4 separate regions of the Mus musculus genome follow, and all the other regions are linked to region 2. A link is a contact called in public ChIA-PET and Micro-C data. All regions are on one chromosome and are shown on one strand. The core of a region is the stretch at or near the end of the contact, and the rest is flanking DNA. Distances in the headings are between cores, read along the strand shown.

What was found. A called contact is a pair of places that touch in the nucleus more often than the background predicts. ChIA-PET counts read pairs in DNA pulled down with a chosen protein or histone mark.
Region 1: a Micro-C map of embryonic stem cells shows a contact between it and region 2, with 2.4 times the contacts expected there. The contact joins two enhancer-like sites. A contact is called at or near these places in 3 of 39 promoter capture datasets (hippocampal neurons, pre-B cells and stem cell-derived epiblast-like cells), 5 of 484 Hi-C or Micro-C datasets (all in embryonic stem cells) and 10 of 115 datasets of contacts at active chromatin or transcription factors (astrocytes, embryonic forebrain, embryonic stem cells and 3 more).
Region 3: an RNA polymerase II ChIA-PET map of memory CD8 T cells shows a contact between it and region 2, with 18 read pairs. The contact joins two enhancer-like sites. A contact is called at or near these places in 2 of 39 promoter capture datasets (the HPC-7 cell line and frontonasal cranial neural crest), 1 of 115 datasets of contacts at active chromatin or transcription factors (memory CD8 T cells) and 1 of 9 other capture datasets (embryonic stem cells).
Region 4: an RNA polymerase II ChIA-PET map of memory CD8 T cells shows a contact between it and region 2, with 12 read pairs. The contact joins two enhancer-like sites. A contact is called at or near these places in 2 of 39 promoter capture datasets (hippocampal neurons and pre-B cells), 2 of 484 Hi-C or Micro-C datasets (the G1E-ER4 cell line and embryonic stem cells) and 5 of 115 datasets of contacts at active chromatin or transcription factors (the SCID.adh cell line, embryonic forebrain, embryonic midbrain and 2 more).

The regions. Positions count from the first base shown.
Region 1 is chr13:49,013,755-49,016,908 of GRCm38.p6, forward strand. No RefSeq gene overlaps it. Among named protein-coding and RNA genes, the nearest start is that of Fam120aos, 47 kb to the left of the region's middle. Within about 2 kb of position 1,822, at least 145 of the 459 cell types and tissues checked have an H3K27ac peak or open chromatin away from gene starts, as enhancers often do. A contact at or near this core is called in embryonic stem cells, hippocampal neurons and stem cell-derived epiblast-like cells, where this site is marked.
Region 2 is chr13:48,543,873-48,547,371 of GRCm38.p6, forward strand. No RefSeq gene overlaps it. Among named protein-coding and RNA genes, the nearest start is that of Mirlet7a-1, 7.4 kb to the left of the region's middle. Within about 2 kb of position 2,044, at least 414 of the 459 cell types and tissues checked have an H3K27ac peak or open chromatin away from gene starts, as enhancers often do. A contact at or near this core is called in the HPC-7 cell line, embryonic stem cells, hippocampal neurons and 2 more, where this site is marked.
Region 3 is chr13:48,926,975-48,930,642 of GRCm38.p6, forward strand. All of the region lies in intron 5 of Fam120a (family with sequence similarity 120, member A), which reads right to left. Among named protein-coding and RNA genes, the nearest start is that of Fam120a, 39 kb to the right of the region's middle. Within about 2 kb of position 2,122, at least 36 of the 459 cell types and tissues checked have an H3K27ac peak or open chromatin away from gene starts, as enhancers often do. A contact at or near this core is called in the HPC-7 cell line and memory CD8 T cells, where this site is marked.
Region 4 is chr13:48,993,578-48,997,195 of GRCm38.p6, forward strand. No RefSeq gene overlaps it. Among named protein-coding and RNA genes, the nearest start is that of Fam120aos, 27 kb to the left of the region's middle. Within about 2 kb of position 1,519, at least 54 of the 459 cell types and tissues checked have an H3K27ac peak or open chromatin away from gene starts, as enhancers often do. A contact at or near this core is called in memory CD8 T cells, where this site is marked.

The DNA.
Region 1 (3,154 bases), core at 572-3,071, 470 kb after region 2:
CAGCCTCAGTCCTTGCTTTCCAGAGAAGACTCACTGTATAGCCCAGGCTGGTCTGGAACACCTGGTCCTCCTGTCCGCTGGGGTCACCCTCCTGTCCACTGGGGTCACATACCTGTGCCACCAGAGCAGGCTCACCCCTTGGTTCCTGAACAACACTTGCTCTCAGCGTTGACTCCTGCGTTGACAGTGTAACCCTTCGCTGCTTGAGCTGCTGTCCCTTCCCTGCTTGCTTACATTTTGTCTTTGGAAAGTCTGTGGTTGTGAATGCTCCTGCGGGCTTGAACTCTCATGGGGGGGGTGGGGGGGGATGTTTCACATCTTCTCTTTGTATTTTGAGAAACCTGATTATGTTGTGCATTAAGTTTTCAGTCTCTTTTCTTGTATTTAGGGGTGTGCCAGGCTTTTAAAAATTATGGGTTTACAAATTTTATCAAAAAATTTAAAATGAAGTAAGTAAAAGTATTTCTTATGTTCACCTAACTCTTTGGGAATAGCGTGTTAACTTCCTGTTGCTGTGACAAAAAAATGCATGGGTTAAAGAACTTAAAAAAGATAATTTGGGCCTGTGGTTTTAGGGATTCAGTTCATAGTCGATTGGCTTTGCTGGTTTTGGACATGTGTGAAGGCTGAAGACCCTGGAGTTAGGCAGATTCCCTGACAGACAGACAGACAGGAAAAGAGGCCATGACTAGTTAATAAAAACAGTGGGCTTCCAATATGGCAGGCTCCTTCTTCAACTTCCTGACCTATGGCAAGAGCCTGGCAGATTCAAACAAAGGCCTGGAGAGCTTTTCCCTGCTAGTAGGGCCCCCTGCCCATCCACCATGTGGACTGGTCTGACAAGTCCAAGGCTAGACCAGGATGTGTTTACCCTAAACTGGTGGGCCTATCAGCCTCCCTGTCTTTGTCCAACCCCAAATTGGGAGGGAAGACCCTGAAAAGCACAGCCCTCACCGGGACACTGGACTTCTGCTTCCCAAGCTAGCCCCCACCCCCACCCCCCACCCCCGCTTTGCAGAGCCTCTTCTTTCTGCTGTGCCCGAGGTTTCCCCCATTGCTACCTGCTGCACTTGAGGTCTTTCTATTGTGTTTATAAAAAGATAAAGAGAGAAGGAATATGTTTTGGAGAGGTGTAGTCAGGTGTGGGGGAAGGGGGTGCCTCTGCAGACCCATGCTGAGGCATCCCTTCCCCCTGAGGGACCAGCCACACCAAGGTATAGTATAGAGTTTATTCAGGGCATGGGGAGGGGAGTTGAGAGGGTAGTAGAGACAGAGAAAGACAGACAGACGGAGAGAGACAGGGAGGGGAAGGGGAGGGAGGGAGAGAGGGAGGGGGAGAGAGAGAGAGAGAGAGAGAGAGAGAAGAGAAAAGAGGAGAGGGGAGGAGAGGAGAAGGAAGGAAGGAAGGAAGGAGAAGGGAGGGGAGGAGAGGAGAAGAGGCGGGCCATGAGCACGTGGAGAGAAAGGGTAGGTAAGAGAATGGAGAGAGGGGAAAGGGGAAAGGACAGAGTGGGAGCAAGAAGACATGAGCAAGAAAGAGAGGAGAGGGCAAGCAGCCCCTTTTATAGTGAGTCAGGCACACCTGGCTGTTGCCAGATAACTGTGGGGCGGAGCTTAGACAAAACGCTAACACTTTTCCTTCCGGCTAGTTTTTTAACTGGTATAGAAAATGAACCTGATCGAGACCTCTAGCCGGTAACACAGAGGAGGCCTGTTCACCTTCTGGCAGCTGAGGAGAGAGTGGGGGAGGTGCAGGAGTGTCTCAACATCCCCTTCAAAGGCCCGCCCCTCAACGACCTAACTTTCTCCCTCTAAACTCCACCACCAGGAGGTTCCACTGCCTGGGATGGACCGGGCTTCCCGCAGACCGTACTGCACGTAGCAGCTGTGAGCTACATGCAAATTATTCTGCTTGAAATCTTCTCACTGTTCATCCACATGTTGTTGGTCATTTTAATAATTCTTTTGTTTGTGTACGTACGTGTTCCTCTGTGTCTGGGCTCCGTGCGTGCTTGTGTTCATTGGCTGTGTGTTACAGATGTGGATGCCAGGGACCCAAACCCAGAACTACAAGAACAGCAAAGCATCCTAACTGGTGAACTGTATCTCCAGCCCAGACAGTTGCTTTTTTTTTTTTTTTTTTTTTTTTGCAGCTGAGGCCCGTAGGGTTCGAGTTGTTCGAGTCCTTAACTGGAAACGCTCAAGGAGGTGGTATTTGTGCTGCAGGCCTTGGAGCCTTCTGTGTGAAACACACGGTGCCTGTGTGGCTCACTGGTGGTAGAATCATTCCTTTTTCCAGAGCTCAGAGTGCTTTTGGGGGGGAGGGAGGGATTTCGTTGTATTAAAAGCGCGGCTTTTGCTGGCACAGCACACTGTAGAAATGGATCTCCGCTTTGAAGAGGAAGGACGCAAAGCACTCTACCTTCATACGCGAAGGGGAAATGTGTCTCTCTGTCAAGTGCACGTTCTTAAAGCATCGCCTCCAGGGGCTCTCCTGGCTGTCCAGATACAGGAGGCGAGGGAATTTGGAAGAAAATTAAACACGAAGACATGGCAGTCTGCGTGCTGTGAGACATGAATTCTCTCTTGGCACGTGTGACGGGGCAGCTACAAGAAAATGAATACGGTGTTCCTAGTGCCAGGCTGTCTTGTGAATAAAGAGCCTTTAGTCCGGGAGAGGCGCGGTGTGACGCGCGCTTTCCATCTGGTGGGCCAGTTTCCAGGCCAGCTTAGTCTTGGTGCCTGCCCTGCCCCCGCTTCTGGGGATACGCCAGCCGCTGCATTAGTGATGCCCGCAGCCTCAACCCATGAGTCCCCTCCCTGCCCACCACCCTTGAGGGCCTCTCAGTCAGCAAGCTCAGAGCCTGAGGCAGCCCTGGTTCTCTTGTGTCTGGGATATACATGGTTTACAGCTTGAAGCTGTCATGCCTGGATCGCTCAGCAGGCTTGGCTTATTTTTCCAAGTGCCACCAACTGTGAAGTCACGTGTCAGCTACACAGCTTGCATTTGGGGCAACAAATAAGAAAGGGAGCAGAGGCTAACTCATGAATGAGTCTTCTTGTATACATTAAAATGAATAATCATTTAGTTCAACTCTAAAAACCTATCTTTTAAATTAACCTATCTTTAATATTATCCTTTCTTCTTTTCCTT
Region 2 (3,499 bases), core at 794-3,293:
CCTCTAACAGTGCAGGGATTGCAGGCAGGAACTGGAGATGGAACCCAGGGCTTGAGGCATGGCTGGCAAGTACTCTTTATCAACTGAGTGAGCTACACCTCCAGCTCTGGCTTTGTAGTATTTTTAAAAAGGCTTCTTTTTTTTAATTATTTTGTATTATGTCTGCACAAATGTGGACATCGAAGGATAACTTGGAGTCAGTTCTCTCCTCCCACCATGTGGGTGAGTCCCAAGGATTCAAACTTGGGTCACTGTCAGGTATGATGCTAAGTGCCTTCAACCACTTATCTATCTGCACAATTGTCACCAACTCACACTGGTTCTGTAACATTAGTTACTGAAATAAAAGGAACTTGATATTTAGGATGCTATTCTCTAAACCAATTAGTTTCCTTAGTTCTGGAGGAGGTTTACTAGGGACATTTCCCAGGACCCTCAAGAAATCTAAATGAGACTTACTAACATTAAATTATTATGAGCATTTATTTTATTAGTACTGGAAACTCAACCCACCAATTCAGGCATGTCTGACAAGCTTTCTATCACTGAGCAACAACTCCAGCAGGACCATTTGTTTTAATACTTCACTCTGTGAACTGAAGTACTTTTTTTTGTTGTTTGTTTGTTTTTGAAACAGGTTTTATCTGTGCAGTCCTGGCTGTCCTGGAACTTGCTCTGTAGATCAGGCTGCCCTCAAAACTCTTGAGATCCACCTGCCTCTGCCTCCTGAGTGCTGGGATTAAACTTGTGTGCCAACACCTTCTTTATAGCCACATGTTTTGCATTCCTCTACCTTTCCAGCTTGAAAAATTACTAAGTCTCAAATCAGCACAACTTCAATTTATAGTGGGGGAGGGCACAGCTTGCTTCAAGTCTACAAAACTATCAATTTCTACAATAAAATTACCCATAGGGTAAAATGCACGCCCCATCTACACAATTTTGATAACACTTTTTAGACCCGACTTAATTTGGAAGATTTCTATTCTCTAATTAAAGTTCTTACATTTCCAACTAGTATTTTTGTTACACTAACAATTTCAAATTTCCCAAATATTACTGCTTCAACTGACAGAACCTAATGAAAGGCCAGAATGCTGAAAAATCTGTATTAAACTAACTTTTCTTTTTTTGGCTTTTTTCGAGACAGGGTTTCTCTGTGTAGCCCTGGCTGTCCTGATACTCACTTTGTAGACCAGGCTAGCCTAGAACTCAGATATCCGCCTGCCTCTGCCTCCCAAGTGCTGGGATTAAAGGCGTGCCCGGCTAAACTAACTTTTCTTATAAAAAGATTGTTTACTTGTTCAATTTTCTTCACAAGATTATCAGGCAATCAAAAACAAGAACACTAATGTTTTAAACTTCAAAAACAGGTTGCCAATATTTTTCAACAGTTAAAAAAGCAATCTGTCATCGTCTTCCATTTTAACTAAGTTTCTAAAGTTTTTCTCCGCCCCCCCTTGTCCTTTCATAATTATCCTTTTAACACAAAAAGTTGAAAACTACAACACAGACGATCACTTCTGACACAGACCCTGCACTAACAAGCGGGATCACCGAAGGGCAGTCCTGGCCAAGGGCATAAAGGTTACCACCCTGCCTCCGCTAAAGAGCGCGCCGAGAGATAAGTTTTCTTAGCCGGCCTCCGAGAGGCCACCCGCTTCCAAGAGTTTGCAGCCTCCCCAGTCAAAAGGCCAGTCTCGTTTCCGGTGCCACCGAGCTGCAAATCTCCTACCCCATCCCCTGGGATACAGTTTCCTCCCGCTCTCGCGCTCCCCTCCCCCTGGCCAAGGACGGGCAGCCGCAGCGATCCTCCAGCCCCAGCAGCTGCTCCAGGCCCTCAGGCCGCAGTTGGCCGAGCGGAGCAGGGGCAAGCAGCCAGCGTTGGCTCTCCGTTCCCTCCCTGCCAGCGCCTTCCCGCCCCGCCCCGTCCCTCCCCGCCCCCCGCACTTCCTACCTTCCTCCATCCCACCCCCCCCAACCAAAGCCAAGGTCTCCCCGGCCCACAAACCTGACGGCGGAAGTGACGTCATAGAGGCCCGGCTACGTCCGCAGCCAGTCACGCCACAGCGGGGAGGTAGCCCCGACCAACCGGCGCGAGCCAGAGGGCGGGACTTCCGTCCGCCGCAAGTTTGATTGAAGCGGCGGGGGAGGGGCGAGGTGAGGAATGTGAAGAATGACCCCCCTCCCCCGCCCGGTCGCCGAGGAGCTGGGCGGGAAGCGGAGGGGGCTGGGGCAGGCCAGCGGCCACGCGGCACCCCTCCCCCGCCCGAGCCCCAAGGCCCACGGCATCCGTGGGCCACCGGCCCCGGGGCCACCCGCCTGCCCGAGGCGCCCAGGCCATCCCACGGGTCCCAGGGTGCGGCGCGGCAGCCCCCAAGTCTTCCCTCCTGGTCGCCCGCTGCCGCCGCCGCTGAGTCTGGAGGAGGGAAAAATGGCGACGTCCCCGCGCTCGCCTTCACGCCCGCAGTACCCACCTCAAGCTCGCGGATAAAGGCGTCCCGCTGCCGCCACGGGAAATGGTCTGGCTTTCCCCCCACCGTGGCCCTCCACCGCCGCGCCCGGGAGAGAGCAGCGCGCGAGAACCCGGATGGAAGCGCGGGCGGGCGGGCGCCGCCTCGGCGGCCTGAGGGAAGGCTACGCGCGCGCCGGGAATCCGAGGCGGGGGCGGGAGCTGCGGGCAGCGCGCATTCCTATTGGCGGACGCTGTTGACGGACGTGTGCCTCGCCCTCTCGCCTTAGCCGGTCGGGGCTCACCCGGACCCCCACTGGAGGGTGACGGCTGAGCCCGCCCCCGCCGCGGAGAAGGCGGGTCTGGCCCGCCCACCGTGACAGGCTCCTCTTTCCCTACTGGAGGACCGGGAGAATAGCGAGGACCGTCCTCTGAGTCCCGCCCTCCGCGGTGATGGACAAGTCGTGTCACGTGGCCTCCGTCCGCTCTGCCGGCTGCGAGGCGGGAGGTGCTAGAGTTTTCGGGGCGGTTTTCACGTGTACCCAAGATGTTGGATTCACTCAGTCTTCCCTCTCGGGGGCTCCGGGGCTCGACGCCAAGGCCACTCCATACCTCACTTCACCCATCTGTCACATAAGGAGTTAGGTCTCCTATGGTGTATCTTTTATCTCTTTTATTTTTTTTTTCTTTCCCATGTATTGAAATTTTTGTGCTAAAACTTTTTCAAAGCAATCTTTACGAATTCTTTTTTTTTAAATCAATGCAAAAGCATTTCTTCATTCTTACTGGAACTTTCCATGCACTAGGAGACCTCTCTGCTCTTTGGTGGGTGGGTTGGGGTACTATTTAATGATAGTAGGTTTGCACGGTTTAAAAAAGAGAGTCAAGAGAGTCAAGCATCAACAAAACCCTATGAACATTCATCTGCAATCCATCCAGGGGAAAAAGGCACTGTACACGTCAGCAAAGTGCTTATATTATAAACTCCAACTATAAGCCATCCTAACATTCTCTGTCCAAAGCAAATGACAAGAGAGTTTAGAAGAT
Region 3 (3,668 bases), core at 872-3,371, 380 kb after region 2:
TGTGTCTTCACTGATCTTTACTTAGTTGAGAGAGGCACAGCAAAGAACTGCTCATGGCATCCCTGCTGGTCCAAATCCCTCCTGCTGGCACGTGCTGAATGATCCAGCTAAGGCCTGGCTCTTCCTGTCAGGTTGTGCCACCACTGCTGCTATCCTGACCCGACTGAAATGGACTGCTGATATATCTGTGGCATGTTTGTGAGTGGACTGAGCTGCCGCTGCTGACCTATGAACTGAACTGCTGATTTCCTGACAATGCAGATGGGATTTGCTCCAAAAGACCATTTCTAAACAGGTCCACTTCCCCCGTATCATAATAGCCTTTCTTTTCCAGTACCTCTGGTGGGTGGAAATTAAAACTGTCAAATGCTGTTGAAGATGTGAAACAACAGAAAGTCTAGGTGGCTAGAAGGGAGGTTAAGCATTTAAGAACCATCGTTAAAAGTTGTCTTTGAAGCCAGGTGTGTAGTGGCGCACGCCTTTAATCCCAGTACTTGGGAGGCAGAGGCAGGCGGATTTCTGAGTTTTAGGCCAGCCTGGTCTACAGAGTGAGTTCCAGGACAGCCAGGGCTACACAGAGAAACCCTGTCTCGAAAAAACAAAAAAAAAAACAAACAAAAAAAAAAAGGTTGGCTTTGAAAAAAATTAAAGTTACGCTCACCAGCAACAAAGTTTTTATTATTATTACATCTTTATTCATTAATTTTGTGTGGGTGCACTGTGTGCACACCAGACGTACACATGACACAACATGTCTTTGGAGGTCAGAGGACAATATGTATAAGTTATCTTTCCCTTACTCCAGTGTCAGGAGTGGCAGCAAGTGCCTTTGCCTGCTGAGTCATCTCAAGAGTAGCTTTGACAATTTTAACCCTCTGACCAAGAGTGTATAGTTCATTTACTTAAATGTGGTGTTTGAATGAGAATCATAGCCCCTCTCCCTCCCCCTCCCCTCACCCCATCCCCAGGCTCAAACATGTGAATACTTAATCCCCAGTTGGTGGAAGGATTAGGTATGGCCTTACTGGAGAAGGTGTGTTATTGAAGCAAGCTTCTCAAGTCAATGCCATTCCATAGTAGCACTCTGCCTCCCACTTCTGGATCAGATGTGTACAATTGCTTCAGTGCCCAGCCTGCCTGCTGCCTTACTCCCTGCCACAATGGTCATGGTCTCATCCTCTGGAACTTAAAAGACACTTAGCCATGGTGTCTCTCCACAGTAGCAGAAAGGTAGCTGAGATAATAAGGACCCTAGCTTCACTCATGCAGCTTTGGAATGTCCCTGAGCACTCGCCAATGTTCATATAACTAGTAGGGCATTAGGGCTTGCATTACCACTTTAAGCCACAAATTGTGAGAACTCAAGTCTTTCTCATACTTGTGTTCAGAGTGGTAACTCACAACAAGCTATAACTGGCAGTGTGCAGGGACACAAACCACTGTATGCCAACACACAGCACTGCGAATGTGTGGAAGCTGACAGATAACTTCCTACAGTCAGTCAGTTCTCCTCTCCCATTATACAAGTTCTGGGGAATCCAACTCGGGAAGGCAGCTGCATCAGCAGGGCCTTTACCTTTATCAGCCAAGCCTTCTCAATAACCTATATGCTTACTTTAAAAATCTCTAGGCCGGACAAAGACATTACCTGAACACATTCTTTTCTCATTCTCCAACAATACCCAAACCACTAGAGTTCACTGCTGAATGCTTGCCTAGAATACTTGGGCTCTGGGACTGATTCTCTAGCACCTCAAAGCAGAAGAAAAACAAGAATGAGAGCCAGGCGTGGTGGCACACGCCTTTAATCCCAGCACTCGGGAGGCAGAGGCAGGCGGATCTCTGAGTTCGAGGCCAGACTGGTCTACAGAGTGAGTTCCAGGACAGCCAGGCCTGCACAGAGAAGGCCTGTCTCGAAAAACAAAAAAACAAAAAACAAAAATCAAAACAAAACAAACAAACAAACCAACCAAGAATGAGGTGAGGAATGGTTGTCAAAGGGAAGTTTTTTGTTTCGTTAGTTTTCTGGTTCAGCTTCTGACATCTCTGCAAAGTCTGACATTGGAAGCTTGGCCCCAGGATATTAGTCCTGAAAGGGTAAGGGTTTTTGTGTTTGTTTTGTTTGTTTTTAATCAGATCAGGCCCAGAGAGAGAGCCCTCATAAGTTCAAGGTGCTGCCCTTTGAAAAGATTATTACACAAAATGGAACTGAAATCTCAGCCAAGTCTATCCGTCTATCCACAAACACTTAAATATCATTTAATGACTGAAAACATGAATGTACTTCACAGACATTCTAACTTAATTTAGAATTCACCTTGTTTACATAAGATGCCAAGACATGCCACTAGCCTTGATCAATGTACAATGTCATGTGTACAGTCAGTATTCCCAAAGTATTGTAAGGATATCCTGGTAACTGTTATCCCAGAAATCCCAGGGGATACCACTGTCCAAGTCCTTTCTGTATAATGTATAGAACCTACACACAGAGAATCTGTGCATAGAATCTATCCACAGAGCCTGTATGCCCCCTCCTGTACACCTACAGAGAAAGACTAAGAACAGCAAAGACTAAATAACTGCAAGGCAAATGCTATGCAAAGAGTTGCTATACTGCATTATTTGGGGGAATGATAGAGGAAAAAAGAAAAATCAGTACATTTTCCACACAATTTCCTTTTCAAACTCTTTAGAAACTCAGATATAAAAAGCAGATACTGCTTTTCACCTCACTTCCTGTTCCTGGATGCCCTGTGAGTGCTGTGTTGTTCACACAATCTCCGGTAACTACTCAGACTGCAGCTGCTGCTTCCTGACCCAGGTACTGTGGTTTCATGTGGTGGACACTTGGTCCTCAGTTTGGTGCTACTGAAGGTGATGGATGGGTGAAATCTTCAAGCCCTGGAGCACAGTGGGAGCCACTAAAGGCCCATCGATGGGCTTGTGGACCCATCTGTCTCTCACTTCCAGTCTCAGAGTATGCTCTCTGTCACAGCACAGAACTGCCACTGTGGTCCCATGTGCTATGACGTCCTCACTAGAGCTGAGCTGAGCCCAGTGCCACAGCCTTGAGTTTCCAGAAGTGTCAGCTAAATAAGCATTTTTATTTAGCTGGTTGGTGGTGGTGCATGCTTTTAATCTCAACACCCAGGAGGCAGGGGCAAGTGGATATCTGGATTCAATGCCAGCCTGGTCTATTGATCAAATTCCAGGACAGTCAGAACTACACAAAAAAACCTTGTCTTGAAAAATAAAAACAAACAAAAAGAAACAAAACAATTTTTGGCTTATTTTGTTACATGTGTGCCATGGTGTGAAGTTTGAGGGAAAGTTGGGGGAGGTGGTTCTTTGCTTCCACTGTGTTGAGATCTGGGGATGGCACTCAGGTCTTCAGGACTGGAAACAGATCACACCTTTTCCCTGTGATCCACCTCGACAGCCCAGTCTTTGTCTTTAGAAATGTTATTCAGCTTGAGATATTCTGTTACTGTAGTGAAAACCAAACATCTTCCTGCTTCCTCCAACTGTCAGCACTCTAACCCCGAGTCAGTCTTTGGCGTCCTTTAGGCCATTCTGCCTGTGATAGAGTATCTGCCACTAACAAATACTTCACATAAACCTCTCTTTAATATTCACGTGGTGACGCCATCACAAGAGAGCAGGAC
Region 4 (3,618 bases), core at 269-2,768, 450 kb after region 2:
CTCTTAACCACTGAGTTGTATCTCCAGCCCTGAATTATTCAGCTTCTTTTTCGGGTTATGAAAATTAGGGAACTATATATTGGTGGCAACTGTGAAACATTGTAAATAAAAGCCATTAATTGTACACCATAAGATGGTTAAATGGGAAAGTTTACGTTATGTGTATTTTACCACAGTTTTAAAAAAACTGATCCTGGGGACTGGAGAGCTGGCTCAATGGTTAAGAGCACTGACCACTCTTCCAGAGGTCCTGAGTTCAATTCCTAGCAATTACATGGTAACTCACAACCATCTGTAATGTGGTCTGATGCACTCTTCTGATGTGTGTCTGAAGACAGCTACAGTGTACTCATATAAATAAAATAAATAAGTCTTTTTTAAAAACCTGATCCTGTTGGGGCTGGTGAGATGGTTCATAAAGTATGGCTGCTTGCAGCTCAGCCAAGCAACTGAGTTGGATCTGTGGGACCACACTGGAAAGGAGAGAATCGGCTCCGGAAAATTGTTCTCTGGAATCCACACAAGCAGACAAGCAGTGCGGAGTGAACAGAAGCCCATTCTCATACACACACACACACACACACACACTCACACACATACACACACACACACTCACACACATACACACACACACAGTCACACACACACATACACACTCTTACACACACACACACACATCATGTACACACAGTAATGACAAATATATAGCTTAAAAAAAACAATATTGTAGCACATAAACGGCACACATAGTTGGGTGAGCAGTATGTAAATTATCTCAGTATTTTATACATATGGGTGTGTTACTACAGGTATGTCTGTGTGCCATGTATGTGCCTGGTGCCTTCAGAGGCTAGAGTGGCACTGCTAATTGGACTCAGTGGGTTACAAAAAAAAAAAAAAAAAAAAATAACAAAGACGAGACCATGAAAGTGAGAGAATAATGATAGGGGAGACTAGGGACAGAGATGCTCAAGGTACATTATATGAAGCTGTCAACAAATAACAGATATTCCTTTAGAAAACAATGTCAGAGGGGCTGCGAAGATAGCTCGTTAGTCACCTCTGAGTTCTGTTCACACTTCCCTCCCTAGGTGCCCCCATAACTTAGCTCCAGGGAGTCTGACACCTTGTTCTGGCCTCCAAGGGTACCTGCAAGGAACATGTATAAGTACACACACACACACACACACACACACATACATACACACACATACACCAGGAACATGTAGATATATGCATACACATACATATAATAAATTTAGAAAAACTTAAAATCAAGTCAAATAACAATTAATACATGTCTGACTTAAAAGAATGCATCTTCACTCATTCTGCTGTAGCTAAATACAGACAAAGATCTCCTGCTCATCTGTAACCCTGCACACGAGACTATCTGTACATTTGTTGGATAAATGAGTGCTGTGGAGGTTGTGCTCAGCTCTTTTGTCATGGGCCACAGAGAGGAAGAACTTGTTAACCTGTTGCTAAGCAACAGTACTTCCTGGACCAGGACTTCTGCACAGTAAAGGGAGGGTGCCTTGCAGATCTACAAAGGAAAGAGCGGGCACAGTGCATGCATGAATAGAGAGACAGGAAGCCACCTCTGGAAACCAAGCAGAGGATTCAAGTGAGCATCTGAGAAGGCAGCCCCAGTCCCCATTCTCAAGTTCTGCCAGCTCCTAATCCCCACTGAAGACCGGAAGACTGACCCTGCCACCACTTCATGAAATCAAAGTGAAAACCAGCCTAGTGCATTTTATCGACATTTTATTTATAAAACTTTGCTAAGATCCTCAAGTGCTCAGAGGATTACAAACAGTGCTTGCCACCAAGCCTGAGGACCTGAGTTTGATGTCTAGGACCCACTCCCACAAGTTGTCCTCTGACCTCCACATGAGCACTGGGGTATATGAATCACACATATACAGAGACTGGCATTATCTCTCCCTCTCCCTCTCTCTACACACACACACACACACTCACTCTCACACACAAATGCACTCATGCACACACTCACACATAGGTGTACACATACACACACTAAATAAATATCATTTAACAAAACCTACCATCTTCACAGTGATAAGAGAAAAAGCACTAAGATTTTACTCAGAGTTCACGGAGTTCTGAACCTGAACTTTCTGAACCATCTCACCAGCCCCAACAGAACAATTTTTAAAAGATTTATTTATTTTATTTATAGGAGTACACTGTAGCTGTCTTCAGACTCACCAGAAGAGGGTATCAGATCCCATTACAGATGGTTGTGAGTCACCATGTGGTTGCTGGGAATTGAACTCAGGACCTTTGGAATAGCAGTCATTGCTCTTAACCACTGAGCCGTCTCTCCAGGATCAGTTTTTTTAAAACTGTGGTAAAATACACAAAGCTAACTTAAGTGGAAAGGTTAGCTTCATTAAGATTAGAGACTTAGATTTTCCCTTTTTAAATTTAAAACGTTAATTCTATAGTGCAAGTATTTACAGAATAACTTAATACTTTTTTTTTTTTTTTTTTTTTTTAAAGACAGGCTCTCATTGAAACTAGAGCTTGCTATGGGGGCTAGGCTAGCTGGCCAGGAAGCTCCAGGGACCTGTCTAGTTTTGTAACCCTCCGCCCAGAGCTGGGGTAACAGATGTACTGCCTGGCTTGTGTGTGTGTGCGTGTGTGTGTGTGTGTGTGTGTGTGTGTGTGTGTGTGTGCGTGTATGCTTAGGGTACAAACTCAGCTCCTCTTGCTTGCTCGGTAAGCACTTAACTCTCTGAGTCATGTCCGAGGTCCCAGGCTTCGTCTCTTAATGACCCTGCTCTGCCTTACACATCGTCAGCTGACGACTAAACTCCTAAACCATGAACTAATAGAGAACACACACATTCCTACCCAGACTATAGCACAGTTATGACCTCTTTGGTGTTGCTGATTACAAAATGAAGCAGGACATGCCTTAGTTTCATCTCCCACTGCTATGATCAAATACTCTGACAACTGCAGCTTAGAGGAGAAAGGGTTTACTGAGCTCCCACTTCTGGGTTATAGGTCCATTGCTGTGGGGGTAGTCAAGCCTGCAGGAACTTCACGTAGCAGCTGGTCACATTATAGTTAGGAAGCAGATAGTATCACAACAGTGCTACTGTGCAGCTCATAGTCCCCACTGGAACACATCCCAGGATCCCCAGCCCAGGAGTGGTTTCACCAAACTTGGTGGGCCTTCTTATTATCAGTTACCGTTGTCAAGACAGCTATGCCCATTGGGCAAATGTTCTAGACAATTCCTCACTGAGACTCTCTTCCTAGGTGATCCGCGATTGCATCAAGTTGACAATTAAAACCAACCACCTTGTGCTGTTGCCGTGGGAAACCACTTGGTAGCTGTGCAGAAAGTTAAACTTAGAACTGTCATATGCTGCAGTGTTCTGCTTCTAGGCATTTAGCCCCAAATAACTGAAAGTAGATAGAAAACAGACACTTTGTGCTAATGTTCATTGAGGCTTCATCCCCAGTAGCCAAAGATGGGGAAAACACAAATCCTCACCTATGAACAGGTGAGTGTAAAAAATTAAAATGTTACATATATGTTACAGTATGTTAACATAATTGTAACATAAATGTTACATATAC